2 separate regions of the Oryctolagus cuniculus genome follow, and region 2 is linked to region 1. A link is a contact called in public Hi-C data. All regions are on one chromosome and are shown on one strand. The core of a region is the stretch at or near the end of the contact, and the rest is flanking DNA. Distances in the headings are between cores, read along the strand shown.

What was found. Hi-C and Micro-C count contacts between places; a contact is called where the count stands out from the background.
Region 2: a contact with region 1 is called in a Hi-C map of an unstated tissue, with 1.9 times the contacts expected there. The contact joins the promoter of CEBPD here to the enhancer-like site in region 1. A contact is called at or near these places in 2 of 6 Hi-C or Micro-C datasets (psoas muscle and an unstated tissue).

What each region holds. Positions count from the first base shown.
Region 1 is chr6:71,608,070-71,615,339 of mOryCun1.1, reverse strand. The region is part of intron 5 of SPIDR (scaffold protein involved in DNA repair); the gene reads right to left. It also overlaps the pseudogene LOC127490634. Among named protein-coding and RNA genes, the nearest start is that of SPIDR, 110 kb to the right of the region's middle. Within about 2 kb of position 3,054, at least 1 of the 8 cell types and tissues checked has an H3K27ac peak or open chromatin away from gene starts, as enhancers often do.
Region 2 is chr6:71,958,753-71,966,022 of mOryCun1.1, reverse strand. It overlaps CEBPD (CCAAT enhancer binding protein delta), which reads left to right and starts at 3,126. Exons shown (of 1, transcript XM_051844484.2): 1 at 3,126-4,426. The coding sequence starts at 3,189. The coding sequence ends at 4,019. All of the region lies in intron 19 of SPIDR (scaffold protein involved in DNA repair), which reads right to left. LOC108176496 (a long non-coding RNA gene) reads left to right here and starts at 6,401. Exons shown (of 4, transcript XR_007919030.2): 1 at 6,401-6,802.

The DNA.
Region 1 (7,270 bases), core at 1,805-4,304:
ACACACACACAGCAAAAGAATGAGAGATAGAGAGATCTTCCATCTGCTGGTTCACTCCCTAAATGGCCATAATGAAGCCAGGAGCTTGGCTCTTAGGCCATCTGCTGTTGCTTTCCCAGGCACATTAGGCAGGAAGCTAGATCGGAAGTGGAATAGCCTGTACTTGAACTGGCACTCAAATGGGATGTCAGCATGGGAGGCAGCAGCTGAAAGCTGTGCCACAATGCCTGTCACATACCAGTGCTGCTCTTATAAGCCACAGAGGATGAGGACAGAAACTCTGCCTTTGGATTGAATCTTGTATAGGTCCAGTCCTTGGCATCCAGCACCATGAAGGTCAGGGGCAGAAGCTGGACAGCAAGCAGTGAGAGAGGGTGGGAGGGGTGATCCCACAGACCATAAACCTAGAGAACTGTCTCAAGGAGTTTTGCTTTAGACAGAAGAATGAGGCAAGAGCTGCAGGGGGAGTATGGTTAAAACAAGTACAAGTTGTTTGTGTGTTTTCAATCTGAGAAAAGAATTTCCCTTATCTTTTACAAAAATAAGTAAAAAACAAATAGTGTGGCATTCAATTTCCTCATGGTCTTAATTCTCTAATATTATTTCCTGATGCTCTTCCACAAAAAAGATCTAACTCAGCTATATCAAATTACTGATGCTTCCCCAGAAAGTTATTCTTTGTCTTCGTATTTTTTACATGCTATTTCTTTAACCCAAAATGCCCTTCCTCTATGTTGCCTACCTGGTAAACTCCTACTGGGTGTTGAAGACTATTCAAGCATCCAGCATCTGTGATGACGTCCTCCCCCCTCTAACTTCCTCTTAAGAGTGAATTTTGCAGAAGGCACCCAGATATACCCACTGCAATTCTACCATTGGTATTGGTATTCCCCTAGAATTGCTTTAACATTACCTACTATGGAGTCTTTCTTTTCCCATGGAGAGCTAGTCATCTCTTCCAACAGGTACAAACTGTTTCTATTACTGAATTTCTATATTCTACAAGCATTTGTCTACATGTCTGTCCCTTTTTTCAAACTATGAGCTCCTTGAAAGCTGACTTGCTTTCTGTAGGCCTGGCTCCAAGACTAGTAGAGAAATCTACTGCTTGAAAGAATATGAAATAAATAAATGTTGACCACATCACTTACAGAAAACTTCTCTTTATCTGATCTCTAAATAACAACAGCAGGGAAAAAAATCTTTCACAATACATCTTTCCCTTATGTGTCAGGAGCCTATCTGAACAGCAACAAAATGGGAAATAAACTTTGCGCCACTTCTGCAGTTGATAGAGAAGGAAACTAAAGAAGTTCCTTCTGCCTTGAGAGGACAGCAAACAGATTTCTCTCTATGGTGGACATCACACACAGAACAGACCTTCTGGAGACCATGACCACATGTACAGATGCTCCTCACTCCATAGATTAACACTTTTGGCCCAATATTGTGCCTACAAAACCTTTCTTTTTTCTTTCAGGTGATAATCTTGCACAGATCTGGTAAAATTAATGGTATACAACATACTTATAGCAGAGAGTGGATGATGAAACAAATAGAAATTTCCTCCCATTCTTTTAAATCTAAGGATTTAAAAACAAAAAAGTCATTTCTGGAAAAGAATGAACTTCATATGAGCATAGAGGAAAGCAGTATTGGGTCATTAGAATTTTTCTAGACTATCATGAAAACATTTTCTTTCTATGTGTATTTTGCTCCCCAGATGATTACTGTCTTAGATAAACCCCTGGAAAAGAAGTCCATTCCACAAAGTGTCCCCTTCATAACTGCCACTCAGAATACCAACTGCCTATCATGACACAGCAACCAAGAAACATGAGGCTGGAGGCTGGCATAGAGGACAATCAACTTGTGATTTCCTGCTAGACTTTCTCAATTCACACCATGATGAAATGGCTAGTGTTGCAATGCACTTAGGACTTCAGATAAAAACACAGGACACCCAAGACAGAAGTGGCCAGAGAAAGCAGCACCCAGCAGGAAGTTGTTCCTACAAAGGAAATTGCAGTTTCAAAGCTTAAGAGGAAGTCAAGAGGGAGAATTAAGTGTCTTAAGCACTTGAGAAAATATTGAAGAAACTATTTGTGGTCTCAAACACAGTTAAAACACTAACTAGTTCAGGTAAACATTAATTATAAATCCAAAACAAAAGTCAAATGTCTATTAAGCATTGTCTTGTTAGGAGCTTCCTCTCTCCATTTTTATTCCTTGCAAAAATTTTTCAGGAAAAAATATACACTATGAATTCAAAGAGACAGAGGGGACAAACACTCTCACTCACCTCACATTCGTATTTCCCTCCATTTTAGAATGTCCCACCTCATCTTCATATACAAACCTACCCAGCCTACATGATTATGGCTACTTCTCCTACAGTTTATTTCCACATGCCTAGGAAATGTACCCTAGTCACAGAGAAGACACTGCCAATCATTTTTTGGCATTATAATTACTATGTTTAGCTTTACATCACACTACTTAATAATAAAATCTAAGGAATCTCTGACAGAAGAGGCTGTTTCTATCCCTTGCATCACTGGGTGTCAATCAAATGGGATGTGTTTACCCACTTATTTAATTCTCTTTTTAATTTTTAAACTCATGCCCAGAATTCTCTTCCTGATGCTTATAAACATTCACAGAGTAGACCTGTTCCAGAGCTAAGCAGGAAACTGAATAAGAAGCTTTATGAAAGTTAACAATGTTACTAGAGGAAAGACTGTTGGCAAATTTTCCTAAGGGAAGACTATACTCACTTTCTTTGCCCCAGGTTAACCATACATTTAGCCATGTCTGTCCAGAAAGATGTTGAAGTTCCTGCTCCCATGATGTTTTTCTCTCTTCACATCAAAGCCACAGCACATTCACCTTGGCAAGACAATGCAAGGCACCAAGGACCTACTTTTTATTTGAATTACTAAAAATTTATTTTAGCATTCACCATTTTACTGAAAACCAACTATACTCAGCAGTATGATCTCCCTAGCAAAACTGCCTTTTTGACCTCTTAGCTCCTTCCCACTCTGTCAACAACCAGTGACATCTGCAAGAGACTGCAAGTTTTTGTCCTCCTAGAATTGCTGAAATTAGTCCCCAATGTGATAATATTAGGAAATGGGGCCTTTGGAAGGTGACTAGGTCATGGAGGCAGAGCCCTCATAAATGGGATTAGTGTCCTTATGAAAGAGGCTTCTGAGAACTGCCACCCCTCCCACCATGTAAAGTTACAGAAAATGTGGCTGTTGATGAGCCAAGCAACCAGATCTGCTGGCAGCCTGATCTTGGACTTTCCAGTCTCCAGAGCTATAAGCAATTCTACTGTTTATAAACCACCAAGTCTGTGTTGTTTTCTTATAGTAGCCCAACTGAACTAAGAAAACACCTGTCATTCTATAATTATTTTTTTAAAGATTTTTATTTATTTATTTTACAGATAGAGTTACAGACAGTGAGAGAGAGAGAGAGAGAGAGAGAGAGAGAGACGGGGAGAAAAGTCTTCCTTCCGTTGGTTCACTCCCCAAATGGCCGCCATGGCTGGAGCTATGCCAATCCAAAGCCAGGAGCCAGGTGCCTCCTCCTGGTCTCCCATGCGGGTGCAGGGGCCCAAGCACTTGGGCCACCTTCTACTGCTATCCCAGGCCATAGCAGAGAGCTGCACTGGAAGAGGAGCAACCGGGACTAGAACCTGGAGCCCATATGGTATGCCGGCACCACAGGTGGAGGATTAACCTAGTGCGCCAAGGCGCTGGCCTCTCATTCTATAATTTTTAATTTAGCTTTTGAATCACTATGTCATTACCATCTTCATCTTCCCTGTTTCCCACCAGACATATTTTTTTCTAGCAAAGCAAAATTCCTTACTTGCCTTCAATCATTTCTCATACACTTCTTGAACACCAAGTATCTGCTGGATGCTACTGCTACAATGCTGACTAACAGTCAGGCTGGTTATGGACTAAGTATTATGAAAGGAGTGGAGAGAGCCAGCAGGAAGAAGGAGAAAGCTAGTGATAGAATTTCTTGCCTTTTTTAACCAGTTAAACTTCTTTTTATTCCATGTTCCCACTGTCTTAAGTATGTGAATTTCTACAATGGTCCACACTACTTGCGTGCTTCAACTGTTGTTCTCATACTGTGTGTTAGTTTCCTATTTCTATGTAACAAGTGACCACAAACTTCTTGGCTCAAAGCAAGACCCACTTATTAACTTACACAGTTCCGCAGGCCAGAAGTCCTGCAAGTTATAGCTGGGTCCTCTGCTCAGGCTATGGCAAAGCTGAAATCTATGTGTTGGGTAGTGGTTAGTCTTCCTCTGGAGAAAAATCCAAGTAGAAACTCATTCTTGTTGTTGTGCAGAATTCAGCTCCTTGTAGTTACAGAAGCGGGTCCTGTTTCTTTTTGGGATGCCTGCTGAGGTCTGCTCTGACCTGCAGGATGCTATATGTCCCCTGCCCTGGGATTCCCTCCATTTTCAAGCCAGAAACAACACACAAACCCTTCCTGCTCCAAGTCTCTAACTTCTTCAGCCTCTGTCTTCCAGACCTAGATTTGAAGAGCTCAGGAATTAGGAAAAGTGCACTGAAGATAAAGTCTTTTCTCAAAGCCAGCTATACCATATAACAAAACCTAATCACGATGGTAAAATCAAATCCTAGTCTAAGTTCCAGGGATTATTCAGTACACTGTGATGAGTGGGCACATTGGAAGTCATTTAGAATTCTACCTACCACAGTTCAGATTTTGCATCAACACTTGATATCCAGAAGGAATCTTACAGTACCAATTAATTAAAAATAGTAGGTTCTTATTTGATAAAGACTTTATTTTTCAATTCTGAGACCGTAATAACCAAAAAACCATAGGCAACTCTCAAATATTGCTTCCAGTCCCTTCGTCCTTAATCCAATCACATTATATATGCCTAAGAAGCATATATAATAGTCAGCCTTTGGTATTCATTGGTTCCTCATTGGTATAGTCACCAATTTCCAGTTTCAACTGGAAAATATTCTGGAAACAAAATTGGGTCTGTCATGTACAAACTTTTAATTCTTGTTATCATTCCCTAAGCAATACAGTGTAACAACTAATTACATAACATTTTCATCATTTTGGGCAGTATAAGTACTGTAGGGATGATTTAACTTACACAGGAGAATTGTTACGGTCACATGCTAATACTATGCCATTTTATATGAGTACTTGCATATCCAGGGGTTTTCATATTCACAGGGGGGCTTAGAACCAACTCCTCTATGAATACTTTTGGACAACTGTACTGAGTATCTCACATAGCCTCATGTCGTAACGCTGAGCTAATAATCACCCTCTTTCTCAGAATTCCACTATATCCTGTCAGTCAGCTCTACAGGATCTCAGCTTTCCAATAGTTATTTACCAACTGCTCTAAGTCCTCTTTTACATCAAACTGAACAGAAATGAAACTAATTCAATAATAAATCTTAACAACTCACCCTTCCTTTCCATTTAAACACTCAGTGTCTAGAACAGGATCATCAGAAACATGAGTTTCCCAAACTGATGTCCTTGGATCTACCTTTGCCTGTTTTGTGTACACATTTGCCCTAGCCTACACAAACACACTAAGAAAGGCACCAGCACTGTGCTGAATGTTCTCCTTCAACCTAGACTTGGCTGTCAAAGCTTCTTATCCTATCACTCATGTGTTCCCTAGGTCCCAAACTCCTACTTTAGACCCCATCATGCAATTTCATGTTCTCAGCTTCTGGTACCCACACCTTAGGCCCCTGTTCAGACAGACATGCCCTAGCCTAAAAGGGCTAGCTCCACAAAGACCCTTCTTATTGTTCTCATCTCAACAGTCTGCTTCGCTCTGACTCGGAATGACTGGCATTAGATTTGTCTTGCTCTGGCTTCCAGTCACTTTTAATAGGTACATGTTACCTTTTCCACTATCTAGAAGCTCCATGTGTGTGCAAAGTAAACACACATTTTTCCTTATCCCATTGCATATATTTTTTAAAAGATTTATCTTATTTCTTTTGAAAGGCAGAGTTAAGAGAGAGAGACAGAGAATCTTCCATCAGCTGGTTCTTTCCTCAAATGTGCTCAGTGGCCAGGGCTGGGCCTGGCCAGAGACAGGAACCAGTAGCTTCTTCCAGGTATCCCATGTGGGTACAGAGGCACAAGGACTTGGGCCATCCTCTACTGCTTTACCAGGCACTAGCAGGGAGCTGGAACAGAAGTGAAGCAGCCAGCACTTGAACCAGTGTCCATATAGGATATTGGAATCGGAATAGTGGCTTAACCTGCTATGCCACATGCTGGCCCCATCTCATTGCATCTTATATAGCACAAACTTAAGAAGCTAAGCAAACAGGCCTTTTCTTCACAACTGAATCTACATCTCCTCTGGACCATTCATCTGTTTTATACTCTCTTTATCTTTCCTTGCCCAGAAAGACAAAGCCTTTAAAATACAGGTTAATAAAATAGTCCATCAATTCTAGTCTCTACCTGAATGAAATAACAACACAAATGGCAGCAGAGAGTTACAAATCAATATGTTCAGTGTTTAAATAACATTTAAGATCCTGAAAATGGGAATAAATGGAAAAGGGAATCTCAGAAAAGAAATGTATTATTTTTTTTTAACTTTTATTTAATGAATATAAATTTCCAAAGTACGATTTATGGATTACAATGGCTTCCCCCCCATACCGTCCCTCCCACCCACAACCCTCCCCTTTCCCACTCCCTCTCCCCTTCCATTCACATCAAGATTCATTTTCGATTATCTTAATATACAGAAGATCAGCTTAGTATACATTAAGTAAGGATTTCAACAGTTTGCTCCCACACAGAAACATAAAGTGAAAAATAATAGATGATTTTTTAAATGATGATGAAATCAGATCAGACCTATTGTCATGTTTAATCCCAGTGAGAGTCAAGTTGGGAGTTGATAATTTCTTTTCTTTTTTTTTTTTTTTTAACAGAGGATCAGTTTAGTATGCATTAAGTAAAGATTTCAACAGTTTGCACCCCCATAGAAACACCAAGTGAAATATATTGTTTGAGTACTCGTTATAGCATTAAATCTCAATGCACAGCACATTAAGGACAGAGATCCTACATGAGGAGTAAGTGCACAGTGACTCCTGTAGTTGACTTTACCAATTGACACTCCTGTCTATGGCATCAGTAATCTCCCTAGGCTCCAGTCATGAGTTTCCAAGGCTATGGAAGCCCCTTGAGTTCTCCGACT
Region 2 (7,270 bases), core at 1,877-4,376, 350 kb before region 1:
TTGAAAAGAGGCTGTGGTGGGCCTGCGCCGCGGCTCAATAGGCTAATCCTCCACTTAGCGGTGCCGGCACACCGGGTTCTAGTCCTGGTCAGGGCACTGGATTCTTTCCCGGTTGCCCCTCTTCCAGGCCAGCTCTCTGCTGTGGCCTGGGAAGGCAGTGGAGGATGGCCCAAGTGCTTGGGCCCTGCACCCCATGGGAGACCAGGAGAAGCACCTGGCTCCCGCCTTCGGATCAGCGCGGCGCGCTGGCCGCAGTGCGCCAGCCGTGGCGGCCATTGGAGGGTGAATCAACGGCAAAAGGAAGACCTTTCTCTCTGTCTCTCTCTCTTTCACTATCCACTCTGCCTGTCAAAAAAAAAAAAAAGAGGCTGTGGTGGGCTCAAATGGCACAACCAACCCATACTTTGTTGTCCTATGATCTCTCCTTTCTCTTTCTGGAGGGGTAAGAAAATCTCTAAATGTAAAAGTGATGGTATATGGCTAATATAGGCACTGGTTAGTTTCTGGCAGAGATACAGAGGCAGGGAGAGGGAGGGAGGGAGAGACAGAGAATCTTCCATCTGCTGGTTCACTCACCAAATGGCTGCAAGGGCTGGAGCTGGGCCAGTCTGAAGGCAGGAGCCAGGAGCCCAAGGGCTTGGGCCATCCTCCAGTGCTTTCTCAGGAGCATTAGCAGGGAGCTGGATCAGAAGTAGAGCAGCTGGGTCTCTAATCAGCACCCCTATGGGATGTGGGCAGGCAGGCAGAAGCTTTACCAACTGCGCCACAGTGCTGGCCCACCTTGGTCAGTTTTTTTTTTTTTTTTAATTTAAGAGGCAGAGTTACAGAGAGAGTGAGAGACAGACAGAAATGTCCTCCATCCACTGGCTCAGTCCCGAAATGGCCACAACAACCACAACTGGGCCCATCCAGAGGCAAGCACCTCCTCTGGGTCTCTTATATGGGTGCAGGGGCCCGAGTACTCAGGCCAAACTCCACCACCTTCCCAGGCCACAGCAAAGAGCGGCACCAGAAAAGGAGCAGCTGGACATGAGCCAGTGCCCAGGCGGAAACCCTGCCTATTGCGCCAGAGCGCCTGCCCATCAGTTTCTAAAATGTAGGCCTAGCCTTTCTCCCTAGTTCAGCCCCACCCAGTCAAGGGCCTTCTACCTGGCTGGTCTGAGCATCCCAGGGTACAACATGGCCTAGGAAACTCAGCTGTCAGAAACACATTTACATCCACTCTGGTGGGCAAGCAGAAGATCATCTCCTAGAATGTTGTACCTGAATTGTTCTTGAGTGCATGGTCACTCAGTGTATTTGTGTTCCCTAAGAACCAAGAAAAATGTAGGCTCTCGGAGTGTGCATGGGCCCATGCTATATGCACTCTTGGGTTTTACTCTGAATAGGTAAGTAGTCTCAACAGCAACTTGAGGGACCCTCTCTATGAAATTTTAAAGCGGTCTGTCCTTTTAGAAAACCCATTAAATATCCCATAGTTTCAGTGCAATATTAGAAATTACCTCCAGGGGCCGGCACTGTGGTGCAGCGGGTTAACACCCTGGCCTGAAGCGCTGGCATCCCATCTGGGTTCAACACCTGGCTGCTCCACTTCCCATCCAGCTCTCTGCTATGGCCTAGGAAACAGTGGAAGATGGCCCAAGTCCTTGGGCCCCTGCACTCATGTGGGAGACCCGGAAGCAGCTCCTGGCTCCTGGCTCCTGGCTTCGAATGGGTGCAGCAGCTCCGGCCATTGCGGCCAACTGGGGAGTGAACCATGGAAGACCTCTCTCTCTCTCTCTCTCTCTGCCTCTCCTCTCTCTATGTAACTCTGACTTTCAAGTAAAATAAATAAATCTTTAAAACAAAAAAGAAATTACCAATTATCTCTAGGATGGACCGGAGCAGTCTGTGGAACGTTTGGTGCTCGGAACCAACCCAGGGTGCGTGAAAAGCCTAAGCGAAGAAGAGATGCGAGATGGAGGCCAGGACTGAATAAGGGTTGTGACTTAGTAGAATTGACGAGAATGCCTGCCTCAAACCGCAGGAAATCAAGCCCATCCTCGCCGCGTCTTCTCATGCAATTCACAGTATGAAGAGCTAGCAGCCTAACACCCGGTTACAGCTGTGTTTCTTCCCTAAAGGACCTAAATACTGTAAATTCAACAGCACTGTATTTTGGAGTAGTCAGAAAGGGAAAAAGAGCCTGGCATTAACAATAGGGCTGAAGCAAGACACCACCACAAGATGGCACTGCTTTAGTAGACCCGGAAGCCTCGGCCCAGTGCGCAGGAGCTCGAGGGGAGCGCGGGTGCCTTGCGGGGCTCGGGACGGCAGGAGGGCCTCGGCGCCCCCGGGGCACGCTATGTCCAGGGCGACCACCGCTGCCCTGCACTCCGCTCTCGACGAGGACGTCCCGCTGCCCCTTGGTTGGGACGCACCAACAGCATTTTGCTGGGCGTCGACCCCTAGGGCTAGCTGGAACGCCCAGCTCCAGAGCGACGGGCGGGTGAGGTGCGGGACGGCCTCCCGCCATCCACTGCCTGCCCGCCGCCTCGCGGACATGTCCCAGTAGAGGCTGCGCCGGGAGACCGTCCCGGCAGCCTGCCCTCTGGGCAGCTGCCCGCATCCGTTCCCGGGGCGGAGGCGTCCGGGCAAAGGTCGGGTGGGCGAATCAGCCGCTTGCGGCCCAGGAGCCTCCCGGCCGCGCGCACCCCTCCGTCCTTGAGTCGCCCAGTCCCTCTCCCTCCCGCGACGTGCACGCCACGGCCAAGTCTTGGTTTTGATTTCACTGCCGGCACCGAGAAACCAAGAGGTTCCAAAGCTCACAAACAGGAAGGAGGGAAGGCCTGGAGTGCGGGCAGAGGGAGGGTCATTCCCAGCAGCGCGGCTCGGGCCGGCCGGGGGCGGAGGGAAGAGGCGCGCGCCCCTCCCCCACGCGCGCTCCGGGGGTCCCACGGCCGCGTAGGGGCCCCCGGCGCGCAGCAAGGCGGGATGTGCGCCAGGGCAAGGCTCGGGGCTGGGGGCGGCTCCAGGGCGCAGGGCGGGGGCTCTTAGGGTGCGCCCCCCCTCCCCCGCGGCCCCGGGGCGCCCCCGCGGTGCCGGAGCCGGGGCGGGGCGTGCGCGTCAGCCGGGGCTAGAAAAGGCGGCGGGCCCGGCCCAGCTGGGTGACAGCCGCAATTGGACTCCGAGCCCGGCCCGACGCCGCCATGAGCGCCGCGCTCTTCAGCCTGGACGGCCCGGCGCGCGGCGCGCCCTGGCCCACGGAGCCCGCACCCTTCTACGAGCCGGGTCGAGTGGGAAAGCCGGGCCGAGGGGCCGAACCGGGGACCCTCGGGGAGCCGGGCGCCGCCGCCCCCGCGATGTACGACGACGAAAGCGCCATCGACTTCAGCGCCTACATCGACTCCATGGCCGCAGTGCCCACCCTGGAACTGTGCCACGACGAGCTCTTCGCTGACCTCTTCAACAGCAACCACAAAGCAGGCGGCGGCGGCGGCGCGGGCGGAGCGGGCGCCCTGGAGCTGCTGCCAGGCGGTCCCCCGCGGCCCCCGGGCCCAGGCCCCGCCGCCCCGCGTCCGCTCAAGCGCGAACCCGACTGGGGCGACGGCGGCGACGCGCCGGGCTCGTTGCTGCCCGCGCAGGTGGCCGCGTGCGCGCAGACCGTGGTGAGCCTGGCGGCCGCCGCGCAACCCACACCGCCCACGTCGCCGGAGCCGCCGCGAGCCAGCCCGGGGCCGAGCCCCGCGCCCGGCCCTGCCCGGGAGAAGGGCACCGGCAAGAGGGGCCCGGACCGCGGCAGCCCCGAGTACAGGCAGCGGCGCGAGCGCAACAACATCGCCGTGCGCAAGAGCCGCGACAAGGCCAAGCGGCGCAACCAGGAGATGCAGCAGAAGCTGGTGGAGCTGTCGGCGGAGAATGAGAAGCTGCACCAGCGCGTGGAGCAGCTCACGCGGGACCTGGCCGGGCTCCGGCAGTTCTTCAAGCAGCTGCCCAGCCCGCCCTTCCTGCCCGCCACCGGGGCCGCCGACTGCCGGTAACGCGCGGCCCGAACGGGACAGACTAACCAACGACCGATACCTCAGACCCGACGGCCCGGGAGCGAGCGTGCCCTGCCTTGCGCAGCCCGGGCGCCCACAGAGCCGCCCGGCGCCGGCTGCAGTTTTCTTCGGGACGTGTGGGCGACGGGAAGCTACAGCCTGGACTTACCACCACTGAACTGCGAGAGAAGCTATACGTGTTTATTTTCCCTTAAATTATTTTTATAATGGTAGCTTTTTCTACATCATACTCCTGTTGATGCAGCTAAGGTACATTTGTATGAAAAAAAAAAAAAACTTTTCAGACAAACCCTTTGTATTATAGATAAGAGGAAAAGACTGAGCATGCTCACTTTTTTATATTAATTTTTACAGTATTTGTAAGAATAAAGAAGCATTTAAAATCGCCCCTGCTTCCTATATTCGCAGTGACTGCTGCACGCCGGTGGCGCCAGGACCTCGCTGGGGGAGGTGCGTTCCAGGACCTGGCGGAGGGCGAGCGCCTGGGAAGCACGGGGCCAGGTGTGTGTCCGTGGGGGAGGCGAGCTGGTCCGTAGATTGGGTCCGCACTGCTTTTGAAACCCGCCAAGGTCTAGCTCCACAGGTCTTACTGAACTTGGCTGAGGTGGATGCAGATGAGTAACCGCGCGTTAAGCTAGCAGCTTTCCAGCGGGAGGTGCGGGGGCAGGGCGACCTGGGGGCCCTGCAGAGCTCAGCCCAGGAGCTCCCTAAGGTTAGATGGCTGCGTGAGGGGTGAGAGTGTGGGGCTCAGGAGACCCAGGGGCCTTTCCCAGTCCCTTCGGGCTTCAAGGCTGGCCTGTGCTTTCACTTTCCTCAGATTTTCAAAGTGCGCCTAAGCGCACAAGTCATGTGGCTGATGAAAAGGACAGTCATCGAGCTACTTAAAATTTCATCTTGGAGGTAACTGTAAAGTTTCTAGACTTAATCCAAATAAATAGAACCGTGTGCCTCCCGCCCAAGAAAACTGGGTCCTAGGCACCTTTTCTTGGGCTACCTGCTGCGTGGATATTATGTAATTAATTAACCAGCCTGTCATGATTATACTGCTCTAAGGAGGAAACACAAAACCTTTAGTGTCCAAAGCTAATTAATTCGTGGTTTTAAGTGCAATTTAAATCTCTGCCAACAAAGCCAAGGGTATCTGGCTGGTTCTGAGGTCTGTGCTTGGCCCATGTGATGACACAGCTCCGTGGGGTGAGCCCTCTCTCTGCTCAGGAGTGGTAAACACGCTGCTTCTTAGCTACACTTTATGGGAATCTCACCTCTGACATGGCTCCCCTGAGCATTTTCCCCAAAATACTGAATTGGAAGATGCCTCTGCTGGACACTCGTCACAGCCCTCCAGACCGAAATCACAGGGGCGAGGAAGGTTCTGCTTTACAGCTATTCTTTGGGGGGAACTGTTAAATACTAAACACTTTACAACTGAATAGAACAGGATTTTCTTACACATTATTACTGCCCAAGCAAATACAAAAAGACCTTCAGTTTCAACAACATGTTCCTGAATTTATTGGAAGTTGATAAAAAAAAAAAAACCACCAAAATTGTAGAGAGAGGTATTTTGATTTACAGCTTACAAAACCATTTTAATAACTTTTGCCCCAGAAAAATCTAAGTTTTGTGTTGAGATCATAAAGTACATTAGCTGGGTCCATAGTTAACAGATAACTACTTCAACCCCCCACCGCCACCCCCGCAGCCACACTACAAAGTTCACAGGTCCTGTGGCTGGGGCGGGCGCTCTGCCGAGGTGCCTCGCGCACTCTGAAGCTTGATTTCCTCCAGTCCAATGCAGCTGGTCGGGTGGGTGGTGATGGACTGCACAAAACAACTCGCCAACCCCACCTCCCTGCCGAGGACACTCTTCACTTCATAACTCTGCAGTGAGAAAGGCATGCTGGTTAAAGCAAACAGAGTTAGCCCGGACGTTCTGTTCCCGGCAACACAGAGCACCAGAGGGCCAGAGCAGAGGCCTTTTCCCTCGTCCACGACCTTTTAGTCCTCAAAGGGTGAGAACACTGGTGGGGGAAGTAGGGGACCAAGGGCTGCTAAAAAAGCCCCCTTTATTAGGGAAAGTGAAGGAATTACTTTATTCTGATAACTAAATTCTGTTTGTACCAAAGGAACACTTAGAATATTTCTGACTGATATTTTCGGGGATGTCACAATAACCTGGCCTAGGAAAGGAACTGGGGGACAAGATGTGCAAAGGATCTGCCTGTCCTCCAGCTGGGCAGAGGGTGGGCCTGTGGCTCGCAGCTGTCTCCCACTTCCTTTGGGACACTTCCCCAATCCAGCAACACTTCCGGTCAAAGGATTTCCTGGTACTTTGCCCCAAACTTCCCTCCTTTTCTTCTAGAGTTACACTGGCCTCTTTCTGTGTTGTAGTGACACTAAACTGCTTCTTTAGAGTCCGTGTGATTAACTGGGCAAGCTTCACATAACACAGGAACCGGGCATCCAGGGTTCCTACCCTGATGAGACAGGCTGAAAATAAAGGCTTCAAAACGTTGGGATAAATTCCATCTGTGGCCGCCTGAGAGGAGAAAGCCCTAGAGGGTAATACCACCTGCACAGTAGTTCTACAGGCAGTTCCTTCTCCTCCTCTGTGCAAGGCACCTACCAAATGTCTACAACAGCTCTGTGATGTGTATGCTAGCTCACCCCTTCTACCAGGAACGTGTCATGACCAGGAAGACTGAGGCTCTGACGTCAAAGCAGGCACAGTCTGTGGCTCCAGTGTGGCCCTCCCATCAGAGGTGAGTACCTCACTGCCCTCACCCTTTTGGCCTCAGTGACCAGCATCTCATTAACAGAGAGTAGTGGAAGGGACGCTGAGTGGCAGTCTAAATGTAGATAGGAAAGGTGGCCAGCTTTCTGCTTGCTTCTCTCGGGAGGAGTCCAGCCACCGCCTCAGCAAGGAGACTCCGGTGGCCCCAAGCGCAGCCTGGGGGACTGCAGCTGATGCCCAGTGGAGCAGGACGAGCTGTCCTAGGGGAACTATCTGAACTGCAGGTCTGTGTGCTGAATAAATGTGGAAGCCACAATGTTTTGGGATGGTTTGTTTCGTAGCAATAAGCAATCTGTGAGAGAGCACCATTCTGATGCCAACTCACTGTGCTAATTCAGTTTTCTTTTATGTAAGACAGGCATGGTGCAAAAATATCTAGCCTATGTAATGTGCTTTGTGAAGAATTTTGGCTTCCTTGGTAAAACTGTTAAGATTA